Linked DNA regions of Sus scrofa: all the other regions are linked to region 2. Evidence: chromatin contacts called from public Hi-C data. All regions are on one chromosome and are shown on one strand. Each heading gives the region's core, a stretch centred on a gene start, on an enhancer-like site or on the middle of the called end of the contact. The rest is flanking DNA. Distances are from core to core; before and after follow the strand shown. Region 1 overlaps CAMK1D (calcium/calmodulin dependent protein kinase ID). Region 2 has its middle 150 kb from the start of CAMK1D. Region 3 overlaps CAMK1D (calcium/calmodulin dependent protein kinase ID). Region 4 overlaps CDC123 (cell division cycle 123).

The links. Hi-C and Micro-C count contacts between places; a contact is called where the count stands out from the background.
Region 1: a contact with region 2 is called in a Hi-C map of liver, with 3 times the contacts expected there. The contact joins two enhancer-like sites. A contact is called at or near these places in 1 of 47 Hi-C or Micro-C datasets (liver) and 1 of 2 datasets of contacts at active chromatin or transcription factors (skeletal muscle).
Region 3: a contact with region 2 is called in a Hi-C map of liver, with 2.7 times the contacts expected there. The contact joins two enhancer-like sites. A contact is called at or near these places in 4 of 47 Hi-C or Micro-C datasets (embryonic fibroblasts and liver) and 1 of 2 datasets of contacts at active chromatin or transcription factors (skeletal muscle).
Region 4: a Hi-C map of liver shows a contact between it and region 2, with 1.6 times the contacts expected there. The contact joins two enhancer-like sites. A contact is called at or near these places in 2 of 47 Hi-C or Micro-C datasets (both in liver) and 1 of 2 datasets of contacts at active chromatin or transcription factors (skeletal muscle).

What each region holds. Positions count from the first base shown.
Region 1 is chr10:59,421,859-59,426,516 of Sscrofa11.1, forward strand. The region is part of intron 1 of CAMK1D (calcium/calmodulin dependent protein kinase ID); the gene reads right to left. LOC110255711 (a long non-coding RNA gene) reads right to left here. Exons shown (of 2, transcript XR_002336411.1): 2 at 3,580-4,658. Among named protein-coding and RNA genes, the nearest start is that of CAMK1D, 30 kb to the right of the region's middle. Within about 2 kb of position 2,308, at least 26 of the 83 cell types and tissues checked have an H3K27ac peak or open chromatin away from gene starts, as enhancers often do. A contact at or near this core is called in liver, where this site is marked.
Region 2 is chr10:59,607,136-59,611,126 of Sscrofa11.1, forward strand. It overlaps a transcript of CAMK1D not described here. Among named protein-coding and RNA genes, the nearest start is that of CAMK1D, 150 kb to the left of the region's middle. Within about 2 kb of position 1,741, at least 14 of the 83 cell types and tissues checked have an H3K27ac peak or open chromatin away from gene starts, as enhancers often do. A contact at or near this core is called in liver and skeletal muscle, where this site is marked.
Region 3 is chr10:59,372,300-59,376,809 of Sscrofa11.1, forward strand. The region is part of intron 1 of CAMK1D (calcium/calmodulin dependent protein kinase ID); the gene reads right to left. Among named protein-coding and RNA genes, the nearest start is that of CAMK1D, 80 kb to the right of the region's middle. Within about 2 kb of position 3,157, at least 24 of the 83 cell types and tissues checked have an H3K27ac peak or open chromatin away from gene starts, as enhancers often do. A contact at or near this core is called in liver and skeletal muscle, where this site is marked.
Region 4 is chr10:59,738,963-59,743,641 of Sscrofa11.1, forward strand. The region is part of intron 6 of CDC123 (cell division cycle 123); the gene reads right to left. Among named protein-coding and RNA genes, the nearest start is that of NUDT5, 24 kb to the right of the region's middle. Within about 2 kb of position 2,714, at least 10 of the 83 cell types and tissues checked have an H3K27ac peak or open chromatin away from gene starts, as enhancers often do. A contact at or near this core is called in liver and skeletal muscle, where this site is marked.

The DNA of each region.
Region 1 (4,658 bases), core at 1,058-3,557, 180 kb before region 2:
CAAGATCATCTTGAAAATGAGATACTGCCATCCTTTGAATTACAGTAAATTATTGATATTCGAAAGAAGGGAAGCCCTGGCTGGTAAATTCCCAACCTTATCTGTGACTGCAGACCCTTAACTCAACTCTACAATGAGACATCCTGGACAACAGGAAAAAATCCTCAATTTCAAAATGAAAGAAAAGGATGGATCCCAGAAAAGAATGGATGATGTTGGACCTCCTCCTCCTAGTGAAACTCTAGACAGATTATGAAGCGGGAAATTTTAGAAACATTCATGAAAACACTGAGGTGAGGACACAGAGCCATGCCAACCTCCTGCCCTGTCTGGACAGGGTCACCAGGTGGACAGGTCAGAGGGTATGTTGATTTCAGCCAAGCAACTGACCAAGACTTGTCCATGTATCTTCTGAAAAAAGAGAGACAAATAGGGAGTTCCCGTCATGGCTCAGTGGTAGTGAACCCAGCTAGTATCCATGAGGATGCGGGTTTGATCCCTGGCCTTGCTCAGTGGGTTAAGAATCCGGCACTGCCATGAGCTGTGGCGTAGGTCACAAACAAGGCTCAGATCTGGTGTTGCTGTGGCTGTGGTGTAGGCTGGCAGCTGCAGCTCCAACTGGATCCCTAGCCTGGTAACTTGGGTATACCACAGGTGCGGCCCTAAAAAGCAAAAAAAAAAAAAGAAAGAAAGAAAGAAAGAAAGAGAGAGACAGACAGACAGACAAATAGGCTTTTAAAAGCCCTATTATGCAGATGGATAGCTGGATGCACAGTTATAACCAGAGAGAACACAGAAGTTGGCAAGACTGGTCCTTCTCTGGGGGTCTTGCTCCAGGAGGGTGAAGCCCATGCAAATGGGAACATGTGATGCTTTTTATTCAGAACCTCCTAGAATAAGGGAGTTAATTACCCACCAGCACTTGCAACAGGTAGAGACTCAAAGCAGGCAAAAAAAACAAAAACAAAAATAAAAACAAAAAAAACGGAGAGTCTGTAGTGAAAAAAAAGGGGAGGCTTCAGGAATGCCCTGATCAAGGTGCAGACACTATAGGCGGGCTAACTAGAAGGGAAGCATCCTCTGTGGCTGGTTTGGGGAACATACTGGGTTCTCTCTGGCTGGTCCCGAGTTGGAAACAAAGACAAAAATTAGGGAAGTGTCAGTGATTGGTTAAGTCCTGGCCATTGAGGGTCAACTGCCACTGGAGTTTACTGTTTGGCTCCCTGGACTGGGTGTTTCAGATCAGAGGTCAAAGTTGTCACATTTTATGTGGCCTGGCCACTTGCTGTTTACATTTTCCTTATCTCCCAGCCACTTCTGCACTGTGTCCAACATGGGGAGAACAGACAAACTTGTTCAGGTCGGTTTCCTTGAAAGTGGCGTGAAGAAATTTTAGAGAGCAGACAGAAAACAAAGCAACTGATTAGCCCCCAAGTCAGAGGAGATAAAATTCAAAATCAATTAAATGTCTTCCCCCAAATCAGGGGCATCAAAAATGAGGAGATTTCGAAGTACGATCACAGGTAGCTAAAATTACTATCGGCAATGTCAGTTTATTGGTGACTTATCAATGCACGAGTCTGATGAATGGCCGATTATCCACTGCTAGCTCTGCAAGCCTGGGCAAGTCCATTGATCTCTCTCAGCTGTAACTGCTCATGTGTAAAACAAGTAGGTGGAATTAAAATCTCTCAGGTCCTTTATGGCTGTAAAACGTTATGCTTCTATGATTCTGGTCACTCGAGAGTTCTTTTATCCTGCACGTGGCAGCTTTATGTCTGCCCAGCTAGATGCATGAATTCATTAGGAACTGAACTGGAAAAACCAAACAAATCACGCCCATAGTTTGTAAAAGTGCATTCACTCAACAATCATTATGGAACAGTAACTATGAATAAAGGACTCTCCCAGGAGCCATGGAAGAAACAAAGAAACAGAGAACTCTAGCTGAGAAGTGAAAATACACACACATTCTTAACTCTAAATAAACAAAGGATTCAAGGCCCTCAAATGATACAGAAAGTTCTACAGAAAACAACAAATACTCTGGTACAGTCTGCGTGGCATCTCTAAAGGTTGCAAAAAGAATGAGTTAATGGTTGTACTTCTTTTTTTTTTTTTTTGGACATCTTGTAATTTGCATATTTTAACCTGCAAATGATTTTTGTTTCTTTTCAGTTTCATTTGACCCCATCCACCCCCTCTCCCTTCCACTGTGGGGGTTTGGCACCTGACAGTTATATTGAGCTGGTCTCTGCTGCCAAGGGCGCGGAAAAGGACGGTTTATGCCGGGATGTTGGCAACTCTACAGGTGACAAGACGTTCTGGCCAAAGAAAACCCTGTCTCAAAAATGACTACATAACTGCAATGAAGGTGACAGGGATGGAGGAGACACAGGTAGTTGAAGAAGTCCTCATAAAGGACCATATTTAAAGAGGGAAACTTAGGGGACACTGGGCGGTCTCTGCAAGCAAATAAATTGCTCAAAAAAGCCATCAGAACAAGGCACGTTTGCTTCTTTAGTGGCGCCTTGCGAGTTGTCTCAGGTCCTTGGGTGGGGGATGGGATGAGTGCTTCATTCAGATTCAGACCAAGGGCAAGAGTTTGAGGACCACCCTTCTGCGGACTCGAACACACCTTAAGGGGATACTAAGGAGGAGCTACTACTCCCAGAAGGGAAGAGGCGGGCTTTTCCAACCCCCACTCCCCTTGGCGGATAAAAACTGCAGCCCACGGGGCTCCCGGGGACAGAGCTTCCGTGCCTGCCCGCTTGCATCTCTCACAAGCATCCTATCCTAATAAATCTATTTCTTGCCAATCACCTTGTCTCTTGCTGAACTCCTTCTGCGTGGAGACAGAAGAACCTGAACCTCAGTGCGTCCAGACACAGGGTGAGGGATTCTAATTTAAAACTGTGGGTTCAACTCCCAGTCTGGGTTTAGGCTGGGTTCAGGCCGTTACTACTGTCAGTTTCAAAGGGGCAATGAAATGTTCCCATGAGCTGATTTTCTTCAAAGTCCCACTCCTAGCAAGTGGTAAATACTGAAAATGACCATTTCCGGCTGCCCTCCACCACTAGCTGAGGTGGGCGGAGCAGAGAGGGGGAGAGAGATGCAGTTTCATAACATTAGAAAGCCTTATATTTTCACTGGCACAAGAAGAAGTGGGGATAGTTTCTCTCTTGCTCCTTTCTGGCTGGGAAGCCTGGTCTTGAACATTTGCAGCTCTCTTGCAGCCCTCCAAAAATACTTTCATTTTCTCCCGCTTAAGAGAAACATGCAAATCACAGAACCAAAGGCAGTTCACTGCCCAGGAAGAACATGCACCCCTGGCCAGCACCTTCAAACTGCCTCCAGCCACAGTAAACAAGTCAGCCTCTCTGACACACCCAACCATTTGGTTATATTTTACATGTCTGCTCCCTATGGGGGGTGGGGGGGGGACTGATACAAAAAGAGGAACTTGAAATTGATACATCTCACTCAGGTTTAAAACGGACAGTAAATTACTTCCTTGAACAACAGCTGAGAATTACAAATCGGTTTGTTAGAGGTTTATCATTTGGGTTTTTTTTTGGGGGGGGGGGTTGGTGTCCAGTTCAGTGGAAAGGCTCTCTTGCTCTACAACTTCCTCTCCAGAGTGAGAGCCCCGAAGCAGGTGCACTGAGGAAGGAGAGCCCTGCCTGCAGGAAACAGGAAGTTCTTAAAGACCAACAGCCCCTGGTTTGTCAATTACCAAAACCAAGCACCCAAATACTGACACAATACTTCCTAAATCTGATGAGGGATTTGGAGGTCCTGCCTGAGCTTGACAGTATGGCCCCGCAAAGCCTCAAACAATTAGCAAGCGCTTTTTGAGGTCAGGGTTTCTCCATGTGTTCCTGCACATTTGCCTGGGTGTGCCTGTTTCAATTCCGCGACTAAAAGCGCCAGGGGATGCTGCTAAGTATGCAGTCAGTGCATCTAATCATTATTCGGAACAAGTTCACCCTCTTCAGGTGGCCACACCAGCTTCAGGATTCTCCCCACCCAGTCACTCTGGCACACATCTGGCAGATCTCTGTGCCTTGCAAAGCTGTCACCCACATAGGAGATACAGAGGGACAACCAGCAGCTTTGGTCCCCAGATGCCATGCCAAGCACAGTAAGGTCTGAACTCCTCAAGTTTTTGTTTGTTTGTTTTTTCCCCACCCCTTTGGGAATATTCACTCTGGATTTGCTATAAATGAACCCATTTCAAAGTACATGGATGTGAGCCCCTTTACTGAATACTCACATTCTCCTGCAAAGCTGTATGTAAATACATCCTTTAAAAACAACAAAAAATAAAAAAAAATTAAAAATAAATAAAAAATAAAAACAACAACAAAAAGTCGTGGTTTAAAAGAGCTGGAAGGCAAAATCTTCAACAAGTCACCCTTGCCACAGCAACTCCATTCTTTCATTTATCTCTTGGGCTCACTGGCAACAAAGTCATACGTCTTGGGAAAAAAAAATCCACAGAGATGCTATGGCAAACCCAAATATGCATTCTCGAGCATCCAAGAAGAAAAGGAGAGTGAAGATATTTTTCTAAAATGAAACGTAAAGATGAACCGTTTTATTACCAAAACCCTTTCACCTGCACGTTCCTCAGGCCCCCTCAGGCTCTGCTCTTC
Region 2 (3,991 bases), core at 491-2,990:
ACAGCCCCGTAGAGATAGAAGGTGCTAGATACTGGGCTGACTACGCGAGTGACCCGTCTGGCACACACTGTACACATGATTTCATTAATCATTTCCAAATGGGAGCTCAGGCAACTGTTATTTGCCTGTTTTCCTCAACAGGGGAGCAGAGGAAGAGCCAAGGCATGAAAGCGTCGCTCTTAGCTTGTACTCCACGTCCCTGGAAGGGCACATCTACACCCCGAAACTAATCAGCAGTGGCACAGCCAAAGCCCTCCTTTCTCCCATGTCAGCCCCGACCTGGGCTAATTGGCACATCGCAGACTGTCCATTAACAAGCTAATGAGGATGGACCAGCACCCAGAAGGGTTCCGGCTCTCCCGGACGCCACGCCACCAGCCTCCGAAAACTCAGGCTGTGATTCTAATCAATTCGGAGAGCTTTGCTCTGTTTTCTTTGAAAGCTTGAGAATGAGTCTACAGACAGTGTCTTTTTCTAGCTGTGAAAACTGTAGGCACCTGACAAAGTTCCCAGCCCCTAAAGCTTCGCAGGTGGCGGGGGGGCAGAGGGTGTTGGGGGGGGCAGAGGGTGGGGGAGGGACGATCGAGCGGACTCCACCCACCGAGCAGCAGAGGTAAGAACTCAACTTGGAAGTGTCTTGGGAGCCACTGGGACATGGGTTCAATCCCCAGTCAGGCACAATGGGTTAGGGATCAGGCACTGCCTCAGCTGCAGCTTAGGTGAGACTATGACTCCAATCTGATCCCTGGCCCGGGAGCTCCACATGGGCCACCAAAAATGACAAAAAAAAAAAAAAAAAAGAACTCAAGACACCCGAGTTGTACCCCTTCCACCATCACAGCCAGAACACCTCCTGTGGTCCAGGTGCTGGGCTTCGCTCAGCCACGACTTTCCAGAAGACAACACAAAATAATTAAGCCACACACACACACACACACACACACACACACACACACACACACACACAGGGCTGGCTCATAATTACCAACGCCAGCCACAGAAAACCATTCATCAAGTACACATCATCAGGCAACAAGAGAAATAAATCCGACAATAAGCTAGCAGCCAGCGGCTCCGCCTCCACACGGTCTCCAGAAATAAAAGCAGTTCCCTCCTGCCCACGGCCAGGCTGAAGGCCACATGGGTCATAAAGCTCAGAAAGCAATACCCACGGCCCGTGCCCTGTGTACCCATGTCACGCAACTCTGGACAGTAAGAGTTGTCACTGACCGAGCACTTACTCGGAGGCGGACACTGGCTGACGGCTTTATAATCTATGTCAGTTCACTTAATTCTTGCAACAGCCAGAGACAGGGCCCCCCACCACTACCGGCCCCGGCCTCCCTGAGTCCTGGATAAAGAATCAGAACTAGGACAAGCAGCAGGAAGACTGAAGTCATTTTTATTCACTGCACAGGAAACTGTACATGCATTTCTGTCCCCTTAAGAAGTTTAGCATCTGGAACCCCGATGCAACCGTGCCAAGGGCTCCACACACAAAAGCTCGAGGAGTTTGCACTGAATTGGCCCCCTTTCGCTGCCTGGCCGGGGGGGGAGGCCCCCAGCTGACCCAGATCTCTGTTTTCTCAACCTGATCAAAGAACAAGATGGAACGAAATGTTCGCAAGGCCCGCTCCAGAGTCAACATGCTAAAGCCTGAAAATCCGAGCCGTCCCAGCGTCCGCTCAGGGCCAGCGGGGGCTGCAGGATCGACCCTGGGCCGGGCCTGGTCACCGGGGCATGACACGCCTCCAAGGAGATGTGATGCTATTCCAGCTCTGCCGACGGGCCGCGGAGGAAACGCGACCCGAGAGCGCTCTTTGCAGGGCTCGGGTGTTCACCACGTTTGGCCAGGTCAAGCTGTGTGCACACCGGCCAGGGGACAGCAGGGGGGCGCCTGGCCCGCTGTTAGTGTGCCACGTGCAGACAAAGCTGACCTGCTTTACTGTGTCTTCACAGGCACAGCCGGTTCTTTTCCCTTCTATCCCCTTTTCATTTAAGTCTAACGGGAAAAGGGAGGCTTTCGACTAGGTCACAATGGAAAAAACTCATAAAATGCACCGGCAACTTCATACAAAGAGTACACAGTTGCTTTCATCAGAACCTCAAACCATTCGCTTTAACCCCAAAGAGATGGATAATCGACCAACTAGCCAATTATACCATTACTGAATATGTGAGCCTTCAATTCATTGAGAAATGCTTTTTTAAAATACGTTCACCTGGGAACCCCATGATAAGAATCAGTCCATGTTATAAGAGCAGCAATTATATGAGAGCAGAAGGGCCATTATCTTATCCTCTTCATAAAAGGAAGGATCTTTCGGTCTCCTTTCTGTTGTCAAACTGAATAATTATTACATAAAAGAGGCGCTAAGTGTCCTGAAACCCTGAAGCAGCAGGAACCATCAGCGGGTATTTGAAATCATGTATCTGTTTACCGGGCAATATCACAATCTGTGCTCTGTGGGATCCAGACCCAAGAAAAAAAGGGTTCCCTGGTCTGAAATCAGGGCGGCCTCCTTCCTCCTCACCCCATTCCCATCCCAGCCCCTGTTCCAGTTATCTAGGCCAAACACTCACTGATTGTCACAACCCCCTCTCCCGTCATGCCTTGCAACCAGAGCCCTAAGACCCTGCAGGTACATCAGAGAAAAACCACAGGAGCCAATGCCTCCCTCGGGCAGAGAAGGGATTGTTAAGAATTTCACTTTATATCCATCAGGCCTAAAATAAGGTGTGGTGTGTGTGTGTGTGTGTGTGTGTGTACAGGTGCTGAGCTGCACTCATCTCTTTTCAATAGGACACGCCTACTGTGACTTTTCCTGATCAATTACCAGGAAAGCAGGAATCCCTGCTCCTCTCATGCAGAGAAGGACCTCTCAAAACGACACCCCTTTTTTTAAAAAAGTTTTCTTAAAGGATTTACCCTGATCCCTCCACTTCATGACACCTTTTTTTGGAGTGATCTCAAACTGGGAGTTGGAGGCATCATATTTGGCCATGAATCCGAGTGGCAAGACTGGCCCCCAAATAAAGTGACATCAGCTAACATTTATTGAGCATTTACTACACACCGGGCATCCTGTGAAGTTTTTTACCTGCGTCATCTCACCGAAACCTTGTAGTAAGCCTATACTATGCAAACCATTATTACCCCATTTTATGAATTATAAATGCTGGCTCAGCACTATACACACATATATGGCTGGTGAAGGGGTGAGCTCAGGCCCTGAGAATGCTGTATCCTCATCCACGGACCTATTTTTAAGACCCATAATAGTACCAAGAAGCCAGCAGGCCACACATCCTAGGAACACCACAAGTTTCAGCAAGGTAGGGACTCAGAGATTTTTTTTTTCTTTTTTCTTTTTAGGGTCGTACCTGTGGCATATAGAAGTTCCCGGGCTAGGAGTCGAATCAGAGCTGCAGCTGAGGCCTACACCCCAGTCATGGCAACACAGGATCCAAGCCACATCTGCAACCTGCACTGAAGCTTGCGGCAGTGCCAGATCCTTAACCCACGGAGCAAGGCCAGGGATCGAACCCACGTCTCACAGACATGTCGGGTTCTTAACTCACCATGCCACAACAAGAACTCCAGATTTTTTTTTTTTTTTTTTTGGTCTTTTTGCCATTTCTTGGGCCGCTCCCGCGGCATATGGAGGTTCCCAGGCTAGGGTCGAATCAGAGCTGTAGCTGCCAGCCTATGCCAGAGCCACAGCAACGCGGGATCCGAGCCGCGTCTGCGACCTACACCACAGCTCACGGCAATGCCAGATTGTTAACCCACTGAGCAAGGCAGGAATCGAACCTGCAACCTCATGGCTCCTAGTCGGATTCGCTAACCACTGCGCCACGACGGGAACTCCCAGATTTTTTTTAATACTAAAAAATGCATGCGCATACCTGCCAAGTGTTCACCACACAATCTATCACCACACAAGACTTTCTCAAATAGCCAATGAACTTCAGTATCTGATAAATTTTT
Region 3 (4,510 bases), core at 1,907-4,406, 230 kb before region 2:
GATCTGGGGTTGCCGCAGCGGTGGCATAGGTCATAACTGTGCCTGGGGTCTGACCCCTGGCTGGGGAACTCCACATGCCTCAGAGTGGTGAGCAAGAAGAAGGAAGAAAGGAAGGGAGGGTGGGAGGGAAGGAAGGAAAAAGAAGAAAAAAGAAAGGATGAAAAAGAGTAAGAAGGAAAAATAGAGCTGGAGAGCAATCTGCTCTGAACAACTGTCTCCTGCCAGCAACATTTGAGACTTTGGAGGATGGAGCTTATGCTGCAAAACGTTCCTCCCTGTTCTAGGAAAACGCCCATGTGCAGAGATAACGGCACAGCATCGAGGGCTCTTCGGCTTTTGCACGTCAGTAATTAACGCTGTCCCATGGCCCGATCAGGGCAGCCCCAGCCTTCAGAAAATCAAGTACATTCAATAGAGAAAAGTGTTCAAGCACTTAGATGTCGGGAATGCATGAGGGTGTTTGTGGTTGGTTGTGTGTTTGTACACACACACACACACACATTATTTAAAAAAACCAAACAAAACAAAATAGAGGGAGCATCTCTATGCGTGTGCAACAGGGGCAAGTCTGTGTTCTTTCTTTGGAAAGCAAGAGCGAGGCTCTTCAAAGTAGAGACACGATTAGAAAGAACAGTTTGTCTTGCTTTGTCGATGGCTCGTTACAAGGATGTGGACAACCCATGTGTGGCTCCCCCCTCTACCCCCCAATCGCAGTTTCATGGTAGATGGATGTGAAATGCTGAGGCCGTTCTGAGTTTATGGTTTTATGATGTCCTGCTAATAAAAGATTATGATAACCCAGGGAGGGGCACCGGCTATGAGCAAATTCTCAGGAACGACACTATTCACAGATGGTGCTCATAGATGAATTGCTACTCACCCAGCTTTCCATTCTGAGTTTAAAGGGGAATCAAGGAAGCAATTGTGCCGCGTGGGATAAGGGGCTGGAAGAAGCGCGGCCACCTGGATTGCCCCCAACAATTACACAGGGTAAGCAGGGAGGGGAGGGTGGCAGAGCAGCTGATGTGCCCAGGCGGTGGCCACGGTCTGCCAGCCAACGGCGAAGGAGCGCAGGCCAGGCTGAGGTCATATACAGCCCGGCGGGGGCATTTTAGGTGACCGCCCTTTTCAGAGGAAAGGCATGGAGATTTTTTTTTTTTCTCCCCAAGCATCTCAGTCTCATGGCCAGACTTCACTGAGGTCACTTTGGACCCGTGCGTTCCAACCTGGCTTCCCCCCAAATCCACCAGGTTCTCAACAAATATTTTAAAAACCATCATGAAATACAACTTTCATAGACCCAACTGTAATAGATACCAAATGCAGAAAGCAGTAGAAACTGTCAGTGTGTTCACTTGTGTCCCCTGGACAGCACCTGTCATAAATCAAAGTTCTAAAATGGGACTTACACACTCATGCTGATAAAATATTACATTTCTCACCTGTGTGTAGATTGGGGCTCTATATGTATAAGAATTTACTTTTTTAAACTGTAACTGCAATGTATACATGTAAGGATAACCTGACCCCCTTGCTGTACAGTGGGAAAATAAAAAAAAAAAAGAATTTACTTTTTTAAAAAGGTTCTGCCACTAAAAAAAAAGAAGAAAACAGAAAAAAAGGGAAAAAGGCAACTAATGCACTAAATAATACAAAAGTGAATCACAAAGTTTCTTCCTTATTCTACCTGAGAAGACTGAACATATTATGAATATATTTTCAGATGCAAAGACCTGTCCTCAGAAAGTTATTCCTCAAGATGCTAACGAGGTTCTTCTTCCCGAATCTTTGGCATCTTTAGAATTTTTAAAAAGTTATGTTAAGACCAGGAAGAAGCCAAGAATGCAACAAGAGAGACAGGGAGGGGTGAGGAGACATGCTCATATGTACACATACACCCACATACATGTACACACACAGATAAACACGCAGCATGCATATACATATAAGTACACACCACACACACACACACACACACACACACACATACACACACATTTGGGAGTCATTCTCCTGAAGCCCCAGCTAAAGTCACACACACAGCACTAGGTCCCCAGGGTTGGAGTTGCTATTTCACTAGAGGCTGGGGGCAGCCAGCGCTCTGGAATACACTCTTGCAGGCAGAGAGCCTGGCAGAATGATTTCTCTCAGGGAAAAGCTGCCAAGAATGTGTGCAGGGTAAAGAAGCAGAAAGAAGAAGGGCCCCGGGTGGAGGGAGGCACAAGGCGGGGTGCCTCCAGCGAAGCACTCGCGAACTGAGTCAGGGCGATGTCTCATCTTGTGATGCAAAATCAGAAGGCAGCCACAGCCCCAGTGTGGACGGACGCTGGTTAACTCGGGAGCCTTAGGAAGAAGCAATGTCTACCGTGGGAACAAAGCCCGGCAGTTCAGAATCTCACAAGGGTGTGGAGTCAGCTGCACCATCTGGTCGTTTTGCCTCATTCCTCTTTTTTCTTGGTGTGTGGGGGGATGGGGTTTAGGGATGGGGCTGGTGGCAAACTAAGCTTCTGAAGGTCTCATGTGGTTTGATGATGAACAGACACAGAGCAGCTGGTCTTAACAAGACAGCCTCTCAGATGTCACGATGAACGCAGCAGGAGACTGCACTGCAGGTGGGGACGCGGGGTGGGGGTGGGGGGGTGGACCTCTTACTGTCAACGTCACTGTTTCTCCAAGTTGACTGCATGCAAGAGCCTTGGGAGGAGCATCACGGCACACGATCATTAACAGGACACTTGCATGAAACTCACAGACCTAGACTTCATCAAACATCGAGAGTTTCCAGCAGTGCTGGACTTGAGGCCAAGCAGGGGGGACAGGAAGATAAATAAATAAAACAGAGTCCCTGAAACCAAGTGGCTCCCTGGCCAGTAGGGGAAAACAGATGTGTATGTAAACATCAGGGTACGGCAGGACCAACCTCCTGCCCGGGAGCCGGACTCAGGCGACAGAAACACAGCCTGCCTCTGCTCCAAGGTCTCACTCTGCCCAGGCACTCGGCGGGACTGCAGCCCGGGGAGTTGACACGTGCTCCAGATGTTGGCAAGTTTGCCAGGCACAGAAAGACAAGGAAAAGAATTATCCAGAGAGGGAAGAGCATTAGTAAGGACACAGAAGAGTGAGGTGGACCGTGTTGGGACAGAGTGCTCAGGCAGATGGGTGTGACGAAGAAAAATCAATGAGGTAGACTGGGGCATGTGAGCGGAGGCTTGTTTGCCAAGTTCAACGAGTGGATTTTTTTTTTGGTCTTTTTGTATTTTTAGGGCCACACCTGTGGCATAGGGAGGTTCCCAGGCTAGGGGTCCAATCGGAGCTGTAGCCACCAGCTACACCACAGCCATAGCAGCGCTGTATCTGAGCCATGTCTGTAATCTACACCACAGCGCTTGGCAACACCACATCCTTAACCCACTGAGGGAGGCCAGGGATTGAACTCACGTCCTCGTGGATGCTAGTTGGGTTTGCTAATGGCTGAGCCATGACAGGAACGCCAACAGAATGGATTTTATGCTAAAGGAAACAGGACGTGGTATGCAAGTGTCCAACTCCAGCTCTGGAAGAAGTACAAGCAATGTTTTGTTTTGCAGGGATATTTAAATATAGCCCATGTTTTATAACAACTATAAATGGAGTATAACCCTTAAAAATTATGAATCACTATGTATACCTGAAACTTATATATTGTAAACCAACAATACCTCAATTTTACAAAAAAAGAGAGCAATGCCAAAACAAATACATTAATTACTTAAGTCATGTGACATAGCTCCTTATACATATGCATTTTTGGCCACGCCCACAGAATCTGAAAGTTCCAGGGCTGGGAATCAAACCTGTGCCACAGCTGTACCCTAAGCCACAACAGTGACCATGCCGGATCCCCAACCCACTGTGCCACCAGGGGACTCTGAAGCAGCTCCTCATAAACCATGCCTGCAGGCCTAAGCCTGGATCTCTCCTACTGACGGGAAGTAACTTCAAACATGCAACTTCACCTTCCTCCACTTTTCATTTTCCAAGTGGAAAGTTCTATGCACTTTTCGCTTTCGTCATGAACAAGGAGAACAAGTCAATGGGAACACAGTGTAAATATCTAGCTTTCCTCGGGGACCAAGGCTAACTCCAGAGCTCTTAATAGGTAGAGATGGAAAGGCTGGAATCCTGCAAAATGTCAAGTTCATGACTTTTCGCCAATAGCTTTTTCCTCTAAAAGGACAGAGAACTGTGAAACCCAGAACACGCTATCTGTCAGGATCTGGGGTTCTGCTCTTCAGACTCTTCCTGCATCTCCAGAATTGGGGTACCGACCGTCGAGGGACTGTTTCTTGTTGTCTTCAGAAAATACACTGGAGCTATTGGAAGGCCTTTGCCTCTTCGTCAAGCACCAACCCTTGAACAGAGAGAGTGCCAGCTACTTGATGGATTTCTGATGACACAGAGATCCATCTCAAGTTTCCATGGGCTCCCACACCCAGCCTCCGGTCACAGCTCAGGCGAGCTTCTCTTTCCT
Region 4 (4,679 bases), core at 1,464-3,963, 130 kb after region 2:
GAGCCCCATCTGCGACCTACACCACAGCTCACAGCAAAGCTGGATCCTTACCCCACTGATCAAGGCCAGGGATCGAACCTGCATCCTCATGGACACTAGTTGGGGTTTTAACCTGCTGAGCCACAAAGGGAACTCCAATACCATTTTACTGTGAATACCTTCTGCATTCAGCCAGTTAACAGGAATTCTGGAGAGCAACATTCCAGATCCAAATTTTTGAAAAGAAAAAAGCTCCTAGCTCCAAACTGTAAGAACTGTGCTTAGCTGCCATAGACAGGAATGTTACCTTGTTTGTCTTTATTTCTACCTAAGCTGTTTCCCAAGTCGTTCCCTCACCTTAAGCTCAAGGCTGCATTTCTGGCCAAACGCTCTCACTCTAAACAGGCACATGCATGATGCCCCAGACATGTCAGAAGAGGGAACAAAGTTTCTTCTGTGAACTTTGTGATCGGCACACAGTTTTTATCAAAATATTCCAACTATGTCACACATCAAAAGAGAACAAATGCAGTACATTCGGTGTGTAAGAATGCACGAGAGCAGAGCTGGGTGGACAGTGAGAAAACTCTGGATGTGGTACATGCTTTGCTGCAAGGAAAGAAGGAAAACTATGAAAAAGGATACACGTTCGTGATGAGAGCTGTGCTACAATTAAGAAATCTACTGATCACTTCGTTGTACACCTGAAACTGACATAACATCGTAAATCGACCACACTTCGACAACAACAAAATTTTTTTAAATACAGTAAACAAGAAAGAGCCACGAGGAGGTGGAATCCAAGAGACCACGCCAGCGGGAAACACTCAGGTTGAGATGACTATTTCTTCTGGCCTGGGAGGAAGCGACTGACCACGTCACCTCCTCAAAAGGTGTGAGTTCTCTAGTTCGGGCCAGTCCGTGTGGCAGCAGCATGCTCGGAGAACCCTGACGCTGTGAACGGACTCCAGATTAGGTGCTGCTTAAATCCAGGGACGGAAATCACAATTTGGTCATTTTGCTAAGTAAAGAGAAGACGTCTTCATTAAAACGTTTATGACGGGGCAGTATACAAAGTCATGAATGCTTTAAAGTGCCACCATGGAGTTCCCGTCGTGGCGCAGTGGTTAACGAATCCGACTAGGAACCATGAGGTTGCGGGTTCGATCCCTGCCCTTGCTCGGTGGGTTAACGATCCGGCGTTGCCGTGAGCTGTGGTGTAGGTTGCAGATGCGGCTCGGATCCCGAGTTGCTGTGGCTCTGGCGTAGGCCGGTGGCTACAGCTCCGATTCGACCCCTAGCCTGGGAACCTCCATATGCCGCAGGAGCGGCCCAAGAAATAGCAACAACAACAACAACAACAACAAAATAAAAAAATAAAAAAATAAAGTGCCACCTTGTTCAGATATTTACTAGGGCACAATCCCCACTCACAAGCCTTCCTGAAAAGTTGGAAGGTACGGCATCATACCTCACCGTACCTAAGTATATAAGAAAAAAAAATTAAGTCATGGGCAGAAATAAAAAAGAAAAATGTTGCTCGTCAGGATCCAAAATAAGATTTCGGGTACAGAATCCATTTCTTTCGTTATCACCGGTGGCGGAAAAGGAAAGATAAGAAATGATACTGAGTCAAGGGTGACTGGGGGTGTTCATTTGAGTTTCTGCAGAATTCTTCAAGAAGAGATAAAATGTGCTATCCAAAATTATAATGATCTAACACAACATTGTAAATCAACGATACTTCAATTAAAAAAATAAAATAAATACAATAAAATTAAAACAATCTAAAGGGGGAAAATCATCATCTAAATAAATGACTCCATGGTTAACAAATCCAACTAGGAACCATGAGGTTGCGGGTTCGATCCCTGGCCTTGCTCAGTGGGTTGAAGATCTGGTGTTGCCGTGAGCTGTGGTGTAGGTCGCAGACACGGCTCGGATACAGCATTGCTGTGGCTCTGGTGTAGGCTGGAAGCTACAGCTCCAATTAGACCCCTAGCCTGGGACCCTCCATATGCCACGGGAGCAGCCCAACAAATGGCAAAAAGACAAAATAAATATATAAACAAATAAGCCTTTAAAAAAAAATCACAAGGTAGACGTTCTGTTAGGTCCAACTTAGGTACAAAATTTAACTCCCCAAACTGTTTGCTGCTGAATTTTAGGATTAATAGTTTTGTGATAATCTTAAAAAATGTATAAGAACTGTATAAAATGTAATAAAAAAATGTATAAAAATTATATTAATAGCTGAGCTTGGATTACTAAGACACGTGAACTTTCCTGACCTCTTGTAACTCTATTCCTTAGTCATAAGCCTCTCAGAGAAACAAGGAACAGATTCATTTTTTCACTCACTCAGCCCTTCTAAATGTCAAATGAATACCAGGTTTTTGGTTTTTTTTTCTGGTCCTGGGCTACTGAAGTGACACCTCATCGATAACATAATTAGTGAAAGCAGCCTGCTGATTCGGTAAGTCTAATCACAAAGAATGCTTATCTAGGCAAATAATTCATTCCAGCAAGTATTAATGCAGACAGATTATGCTAAGTGTGTCATATGTCAACTGCGACTTTTTAAAGCAATAACCATTTGACAACAGGAAAAACAAGAGTATTTACTACCCATGCCAGATGACAGCAGTAGCAGGCAGTCCTGGCCGACTCCCCTCTGGCTAGTCCCAGCCTCCTCCCTTGCCAACGGAAGGGTGGTTGCTCACATGAGGACACCTGGCCCTGAGCCTCAGCAATGCATGTGATGCATGTGTCCTTCTGAGCACACGGTCCTCCAGGCGTGAGCCTACACCCCAGCATCGGGATCACCTGGGAACTTGTAAGAAATTATATTCTTGGGCCTGACTCCCAGCCCAGCGAATCAGAAACCCTGGGGGTGGGGACTGGCAATCTGTGCTCTACCAAATTCTCTAGATGATTCCGGTGCAAGCTAAATTTGAGAGCCTCTGGTCTAAGCCAATCATGGCATTTCTATTCCATCTGCCAACTACTAGATTAGGCTAAGAACCTGTCTGTGTGACCTGAGCCTCTCTGCAAGTCTCCTGGGGAGCTTCCAGAAAGCTCTGCTTGCTCACATGCAGAGAACAATGAGTGGAAACAAATGAACCCCTTCTGTTTTTGATGCAGTTATTGTCACTTTCACGCAATATTTGTGACAGCAGTAGCCGCCTTACAACCGTCAGGTGACGAACTCAAATACCAAGGCAATAAACCAAGGATGACACAGGGAAAGACTGAAAGAGCCTGGTCCCTGGTGCCCTCGATGAGATGCTGAATTAACCCTAGAAATATCCTGTCTCTAGACTCCTTGTTAAATAATGTACTTTTTAAAAACCTGTGTAAATTCTTCTTAGTTAGCCCTCTGTTAACCTGTAATCCTAACGTCTTGTTTTCTTGCATTGAAGCAAGCTCTCAAGAGTATAATTTTATGTAATTTTCACAATGTTACATAATAATATATATTATTATATACTATAATATCCTATCTTTATTTCATTCCATAATATTTTACTTTGAAGTATTTAGGAAAGGAATTTACAACTTTATTAAGTGAAAATACAGAGAACGTTTAGAAGAATATTATTGAAGTTATATTCCGATTTTGGTTCTATTAGCTAGTTTATAGAAACAAATTACAGAACAGATCTAGGCATCAATTTTCTCTCTCTCTCTCTCTTTTTTTTTTTTTGTCTTTTCTAGGGCCGCATCCGCAGTACATGGAGGTTCCCAGGCTAGGGATCCAATCAGAGCTGTGTCTGCAACCTACACCACAGCTCACAGCAAGGCCGGATCGTTAACCCATCAAGCAAGGCCAGCGATCGAACCCACAACCTTATGGTTCCTAGTCGGATTCGTTAACTCTTGAGCCACGATGGGAACTCCTAGGCCTCAATTTTCTGACAGAAGAGTCAGATTACATCATTGACAGGATCCTGTCCAATTTAAAGAACTGTACTCTTTTCTTTGTTGGCCACCCCACAGGATATGGAGTTCCTAGGCCAGGGATCAGATCCGAGCCACAGCTGCAGCAACACTAGGTTCTTTTTTTTTTTTTTTTTTTTTGTCTTTGCTATTTCTTGGGCCGCTCCCGCGGCATATGGAGGCTCCCAAGCTAGGGGTTGAATCGGAGCTGTAGCCACCAGCCTACACCAGAGCCACAGCAACGCTGGATCCGAGCCGCGTCTGCAACCTACACCACAGCTCATGGCAATGCCGGATCGTTAACCCACTGAGCAAGGGCAGGGACTGAACCTGCAACCTCATGGTTCCTAGTCGGATTCGTTAACCACTGTGCCACGACGGGAACTCCTAGATTCTTTTTTTTTCGTCTTTTCTAGGGCCGCACCTGCAGCACATGGCGGTTCCCAGGCCAGGGGTCCAATCGGAGCTATAGCCACCGGCCTCCACCAGAGCCACAGCACCTCGAGATCCGAGCCACATCTGCGACCTACAGCACATCCCATGGCAACGCTGGATCCTTAACCCACTGAGCAAGGCCAGGGATCAAACCTGCAACCTCATGGTTCCTAGTCGGATTCGTCAACCTCTGAGCCACGACGGGAACTCCAGCAACGCTAGGTTCTTAACCCCCTGTGCTGGGCTGGGGGTTGAACCTGCATCCTGGTGCTCCAGAGACGCTGCTGATCCTGCTGGCGATCCTGTTGGCTGTGCCACAGCAGAAC